2 separate regions of the Sus scrofa genome follow, and region 1 is linked to region 2. The links are chromatin contacts, called in public Hi-C maps. All regions are on one chromosome and are shown on one strand. Each heading gives the region's core, a stretch centred on a gene start, on an enhancer-like site or on the middle of the called end of the contact. The rest is flanking DNA. Distances are from core to core; before and after follow the strand shown.

The links. Hi-C and Micro-C count contacts between places; a contact is called where the count stands out from the background.
Region 1: a Hi-C map of skeletal muscle shows a contact between it and region 2, with 2.5 times the contacts expected there. The contact joins the enhancer-like site here to the promoter of FOXK1 in region 2. A contact is called at or near these places in 1 of 5 promoter capture datasets (liver), 19 of 47 Hi-C or Micro-C datasets (alveolar macrophages, blood, brain and 9 more) and 2 of 2 datasets of contacts at active chromatin or transcription factors (alveolar macrophages and skeletal muscle).

The regions. Positions count from the first base shown.
Region 1 is chr3:3,600,678-3,603,952 of Sscrofa11.1, reverse strand. All of the region lies in intron 2 of FOXK1 (forkhead box protein K1), which reads right to left. Among named protein-coding and RNA genes, the nearest start is that of AP5Z1, 20 kb to the left of the region's middle. Within about 2 kb of position 1,367, at least 56 of the 83 cell types and tissues checked have an H3K27ac peak or open chromatin away from gene starts, as enhancers often do. A contact at or near this core is called in alveolar macrophages, liver, mesenteric adipose tissue and 4 more, where this site is marked.
Region 2 is chr3:3,554,712-3,557,754 of Sscrofa11.1, reverse strand. It overlaps FOXK1 (forkhead box protein K1), which reads right to left and starts at 1,616. Exons shown (of 9, transcript XM_021086021.1): 1 at 1,044-1,616. The coding sequence starts at 1,594.

The DNA of each region.
Region 1 (3,275 bases), core at 118-2,617, 46 kb before region 2:
CCAGTGGAGACAAGAACTAAAGGACAAGTCCATTCAACTTCCTCTCAACATGTTTTTTCGGCCGTGTGGGTGGCAGTTCTGGGGCCAGGGATCCAACCTGAAGAGCCACAGCAGTGACCCAAGTCACTGCAGTGACAACGCCGGATCCTTAACCCGCTGCACTACAAGAGAACATTTTAAAGCCGCAAACCACCCCGGCACAGGTTTAGGCAGAAGGAAAAAATGCAAGAACAGGGAGGGCCCTGCCTTTATGTGTCACATGAAGCAACTTTGATTTCTTTCCAGTTTTTTTGGGGGGTGGGGTGGGGAGGGATCACGTGGGTGTGCAGAGGGGGTGTGTGTGTGTGTGTGCAAGGTCCACAGGTGCGGGTATGGAATGGGGGGGCTCCTAGACCTGCAGGCAGGGATCCCACTCTGCAGGACGGCAGCCCGAGAGGCCTGCTCCTCTCCAGGGCACCACAGAGCCCAGAAACGCGGCAGCAGACACATCCCTCTCAAGGAAGGACCCGCGGTTTGCCAGAAACACAAAAGTACGTGGACCTCCAAACTCAAAAAGCACCGAACACAGCGAGACAATGGGAAGTGAGCTCGGACTGAACTCCCGGAGGTGGCGAAGCAGACCCGCCCAAGAGGGTGATGAAAAGGGATTTGGGTTCCGGAGTCCTGTGCTTAATTTTTATTTTATACAACGTTCCTCCCGCTAACCTTTGCCAACTGTCACAACGTGAAATCCTTCTGGTTCTGACTTCTATTCCGAAAAAAAAATCAAGAAATGCCTTCCTCAGGAAAGCGCTTCTAAAACCTTTCGCTTTCTGTGCTGCCCCTTTTCTCTGGCTGAATTTCTCCAGTTTTCTTAAAACTGTGTCTCTACGGACTGGGCTCTAGTTTTGCAAAACTCAGAACACGGTTAACCAATTTTTACTCTCCTAAAGACACCAACCACTTCTTTGCAAAATGGGGCGGGGGGGGGGGGAGGTCAGCAAAATGCTGCTTAAGGTAGCAGAACTTCTCAAAGAGCGTTCATTCATGTTCTGGGCGGAGGCCTTCAGCGCAGGAAAAAAACCCGCCCACGCCCACGGGCTGCCCGGCAACGCGGAGAAGCCGGAGAAGCCGCGAGGCAGCGCGGCGGGCGGGGGAGGGGCGGCGGCGCGGGTTCCCACGGCCGCGCCCCGAACCTCGGGGAAAAGGGGCGCAGCGCGAGGTGCCGGGGAAAACCCGCTCCGAGGGCTGCAGAGGCGCCACGTTAGGGGCGGCAGGGAGCTGCAGCCCTGCCCCTGCGACAGCGCAGCTGGCCGGCCAGGGCCTCCGCCCCGCGGCCGCTTCCTTGGGGACCCGCTCCTGCAGCCCCCGCGCCGGAAGCACTGGGAGCACGGGGCGCGCGGGGCGGGCCGCCCAGAGGAAGGCTGTTGGTAAACACGCCGGCCCCACCCCGCAAGAGCAGCACAGGAAAAGGATCTTGGCCAGCTCAACCTCAGGGCCTCTGAGGTTTGGAGTCGCTCAATCGAATTCCGCTGCGCTAAGACAAACGGATGTAAACAGAAATCCTTTTCTGTGACACTTAATTCAAGGCCAAAAAGTGAAAGAGCCAGTCTCCAAGTGACTACTTTCCCCCAAAACAAGTTCCAGCAGACGAAAGCCAGAGGAGAGCGCCTCCCCGGGCAGCCTCCGGGGAAGGCCAGGGTGGGGACGCACCCCCAGCCCCCACTCCAGCCCCAAGAGCAAGTTAAATATAAACCCGGCGCCTGCCTGGGCCCCGCTGCGGCTTCTCGAACAGCGCCGCCAACCCCAGCTCACTGGGCTCCTTTACAACCGCCGCCTCCCTCCGACCCGAGCAAGTGCAGCGCCGGGAGCTCCGCCGGAATAGCTGAGCCCGCTGGCCAGGGTCTTTATTTAAGATGCCCCTGGGAAACACACTTACTTTATGGCAACCCCCAGGTACAAAGCAAAACATTCTTTTTCCTTAAAAAGCGTCCGTGGGACTGGATTATAAAGGGCGGATGAACAATCCCACGCCTGCCTAAGGCTGACCGCCTGCTCTGGTTTCCCCAGAGGGACAGGCAAGGGCCTCCGAGGCCCACCCCGCCCAGCACAGGACACGCCTGTCGTGAGCTCTGGGCTCCCAGCGGCCCTGAGGCATGCCTGGCCCGCGTTCCTTCCCGGTGCTGCGGGACAAAGGGTCAGTGCCTAACAGCTTTCATCAGCCTCGCCGAGATGTGACCCACAGGTTGCACGGGGCCCCCGCGGAGAGTGTTCAAGGCAGGGCTCTCCCGCGCCGGCGGACCTGGCTGCCACCGCCTCGCTCCAGACACTTGCCCTCGCCCCAGAAAGAAAGCCCACCCCAGCCAGGAGTCACCCCCTTGACCCCCAGCCCCTGGCAACCCCTCGCCTCCTTTCCTCCTCTACACATTTGCCTCTTCTGGACATTTCACACCGACAGGATCGTGCAACCTGTGCTCTCTGGGGAGGGGTTTCTTTTGCTCTGCGCGGGGTCACCCCCCAGGGCTCACCTGGGCTGGACCATGCGTCGGCACCCCAGCCGCTCTGTGCAGGAATAACGCTCCCCTGGGTGGCCCTAACACCGCCTCTCCACTCAGCAGCGGATGGACATGGGACTTGTCCCCAGGGCCGGGAATGCTCTCGCACTGCCAGGATCGCTCAGGGACGAGTTTCCACGGACCCAGGGAGTGGCCGGGTGCTAAGATAAGCCTTGAATGTTCTGAGGAACCACCAGACTTTTGCAAAGTGGCTGCTTTGTTTACCTCCACATAATTTGTGTCTCGGCATAAATTACATACACACACGAGTTAAGTGTGAGGGCATTTTCATAGCACAGCTTAACTGCAGGCGTGAGTGGGGCACTCAGGTTTCAGATGACATTCCGGTGAGGTGTCTGAAAGAGCAATGAGATGACAGGCTGAAGTTCTGGGTTGGAGAGCAGAGCTATTGCGAGAAATCTGAGAGGAGCTCAGGGAGACGCCTCACTCGATCAGGAAGGATGGAAGCAAAACAGGGCACGTGCAGCGCTGGGCCAGGGCCGGATGCGGCTCGGATCTGGCCTTGCTGTGGCGGGGGCAGAGGCCCCATCGCGGGCTCTGAATCGACCCCTAGCCCGGGAACTTCCAGATGCCGCAGGCGCGGCTGTAAAGACAAACAAACAAAATGAAACTGGCTTCTTCTTTTCCTGCTGGTGGGTGTGGCCCTGGGGCTGGCGTGGCCCCCAGGCTGCCACCACAGACCAGGCTGCACCGAACGTCGGCCCAGTGGGATCTCCCTCT
Region 2 (3,043 bases), core at 367-2,866:
TATGAAAGCAAAGGGTAATCAGGCACTCTGGGACCCCTTGGGCACACGGAGCCCGCTGGTGAAACAGAAACAGGAGTGAGGAGATGGAAGCAACCACTACACAGAAAAAGAAAGTGCCTGAGGACGACGCGAGTGATTAGACAGGCTTTCTCCTCGTCAAGAGATCTCAAAAAAGCAAGGGCCTCCCCGGCTGAGGGTGCCAGGAACCGGAAGAGCCGGGCAACACGAGGAGGCTGCTCAAGAACGGTGGGGCATCGCCGCCTGCCCCCCCCCCCAAGGGCGGCCGGTCCCTTCTCCTTGCCCTGCTTCCCTGCTCAGGAACCCCAACTGCGATCCGAACGCTCCCAGTGCTGAGTACTTGTGTCCTCAGGTGCGCTAAGAAAAGGGCACTTCCTGTCCCCACCCAGCCCACTCTCCTGCCTGTCCCCTCCCCGCCCAAGTCGCCGCTCAGACCTGGCCCCTACGGCCGGGGCTCTGGCCTTCTGTGGGTCACCGGTCACTGGCCTTCTTGGGGGAGCTGCAGGGACCCCGCATCTCCCGGAGCAACGGCACCTGAAGCAACCCTCCTCGCGAGGGCGCTGGGGCGACCCGGGGTGCAGACTGGGGAGGGGGACAGAGAGGGACCCTCAGAGCTCAAGCTGGGTGGGGACAGAGCCGCCCCTCAACGCCCAGGGCCCAGCCAGGGCGGAGATCAAGAATCACCCCGGGTCCGGGTCGGGAGGGGAGGGGGAGGACCCAAGCTCTGGTGGGCGACCGTCGGGGGTCCAGGCAGGGCGGGGGTCGAGGTCGATCCTGGGGCCCAGACCAGGCGAGGAAAGCGGGTTGTCGCCGGCCCAAGGCGGCCAGGGGCAGGAGCTGCCGCGGAGTCCCGGGCAGGCCGGCGGGCGGGGAGGGGGGAGGGGCAGGGACGACCCTCCGGGCCCAGGCCTCCGGATCCCCGCGGCCGTTCCCGGGGGGCGGGGTTGATCTCGGACCCCAGCCGGGCGGGGGAGGGGGGCGGGGGTGACCCCGGGCCGACGCCCGGCGGGGGCAGGGGCACTCACTGTTTGGGCAGCTGCAGGGCGGGCGCGCCGCGCCGCTGGAAGGCCCCGTCCACGAAGACGCCGTTCTTGCCGAGGCAGCGCAGGTAGAAGTGCGGCTCCTGGAAGCTGAGCTGCAGGTGGCGCCGCGAGATGAAGCTGGACAGGCCCATGCTCAGGTCCACCGAGCCCTGCGACGAGTTGCGGCCGATGGTGACGCTGGGCTGGCGCATGAGGAACTCGAACTCGCGGCCCTCCAGGCGCGCCAGCGCGGGCCCGGGGCTCCGGCGCACCGAGGCGGCCGCCGCGGCCACCAGGGCCTCGCCCGCCGCGCCCCCCGCGGCCCCGGCGATCGCGCCCGGCGGCGGCGGCGGCGGCGGCGGCAGCGGCGGCGGCGGCGGCGGGGGCTGGGCGGGCGGCGGCGGCGGCGACGGGGCGGCGGGCCCGGGCGCGGGCGCCGCGGCGGCGGGGAAGGCGGCGGCGGCGGCGGCGGCGGCGCACAGCATCGGGCTGCAGGGCGCCGAGCGCAGCGCCAGCAGGGCGCGGGCCCCGCTGTCCTCGCCGACTTCGGCCATGTTCGCGCAGCTCCGAGCGGCCTCCGGCGGCGGCGGCGCGGCGCGGGGGGCGGGGCTCCGGGGGCGCGGGCGGGCGGGCGCGGGATCCCGGGCCGGAGCGCGGCCGGCCGGAGCGGAGCCTGCGGGCCGCGCGCCCCGCCCGCCCGGCCGGGGCTCGCGGAAGCTCGCGGCGCGCTCGCGGCGCGCGCGGGGCGGGGCGCGCTCGGGGCGGGGCGGGGCCGGTGTCCGCGCCCCGCCCCGCCTCGCTGGCCCCAGGCCGGTGCCTCGCTCGCCGCCTCCGGCCGGGGGCTGCCCCGTCCTCCGCCCTCGCGGGACGGAATGGAGGGACCCCCAGGATGCCTCGCTGGGACGTGTGCATCCTCGGTCGCGCCCTGGAGGGCGGGACACGGACCTCAGCAGTCTCCTGGGCCCGAGGCGCTCCATCCGACAGCCCTGAAGTGCGATCACACGGAAGCGAAGGGGCTTCGTGCTGTGGCCGAGGTTTTGGCCTAAAGATGCTCGCCCTCCCTGAGGGCCTGGGTTCCTCGTCGGAGTCGTCCCGGGCCCCGTGCTAGGCCCCGGCGCAGTGGTCGCCTGCCCTCTAAGCCCCTTAGAGATGCCTGCAGAGACCACGGAACTGGCCAATCGAGGCATCGTTCAGATCCCGCAGTGCTTCATGCTTTCGTAACTCCTCCAGGGCCCCCTAAGAATGGAAGCCGTCTTAACACATTGCCATCATTTGATAATTACTGAGGTTGGGGGGAAGCAGACCCTCTCTGGTGGAGCTTACGGTCTGGCAGACAAACAAACAAAAAAACCCCAAGGCAGGAGATGCAGACAGGAAACAAATGGCATCCTAACAAAGACAAAATTACAGCAGTCTCAAGTCCAATAAGGCAGTCACACAGTGACATTCGAGAGAGTATGGAGATGTGGCCCGCCTAGGGTGGGAAGCTTGGCCGCTTACTGTACACTCACAGCCTGGGGCTGCAACATCCATTAACCCCACCAGTACATGATTGAATAAATAGATAAAAACAGAATCAGGGCTTGGGGTGGGAGTGGGGGGGGGGCAGGTACATTTTTACAAGCTGTAACGGAGAGAAGCTAATTGATAGTGGAGGAGGACAATAAAAACAGGGTCAGGGTGGAGTTCCCTGGTGGCTCAGAGGGTTAAGGACTTGGCACTGTCACTGCTGTGGTTGCTGGATTTGACCCCTGGCCAGGTGCAGTCATAAATAAATAATTAGAAACTGACACACACAAAAATGCAGCTCCCCGCTGTGGCACAGTGGGATCGGTGGCATCTTGGGATCCCTGGGACTTGGGTTCGATTCCCAGCCTGGCACAGTGGGCTAAGGATCCGGCATTGCTGCAGCTGCAGCTTAGTTCAAGGCTGTGGCTTGGATCTGATCCCTGGCCCGAGAGCTCCATATGCCACAGGGCAGCCAAAAAACAAAACAAACAAAC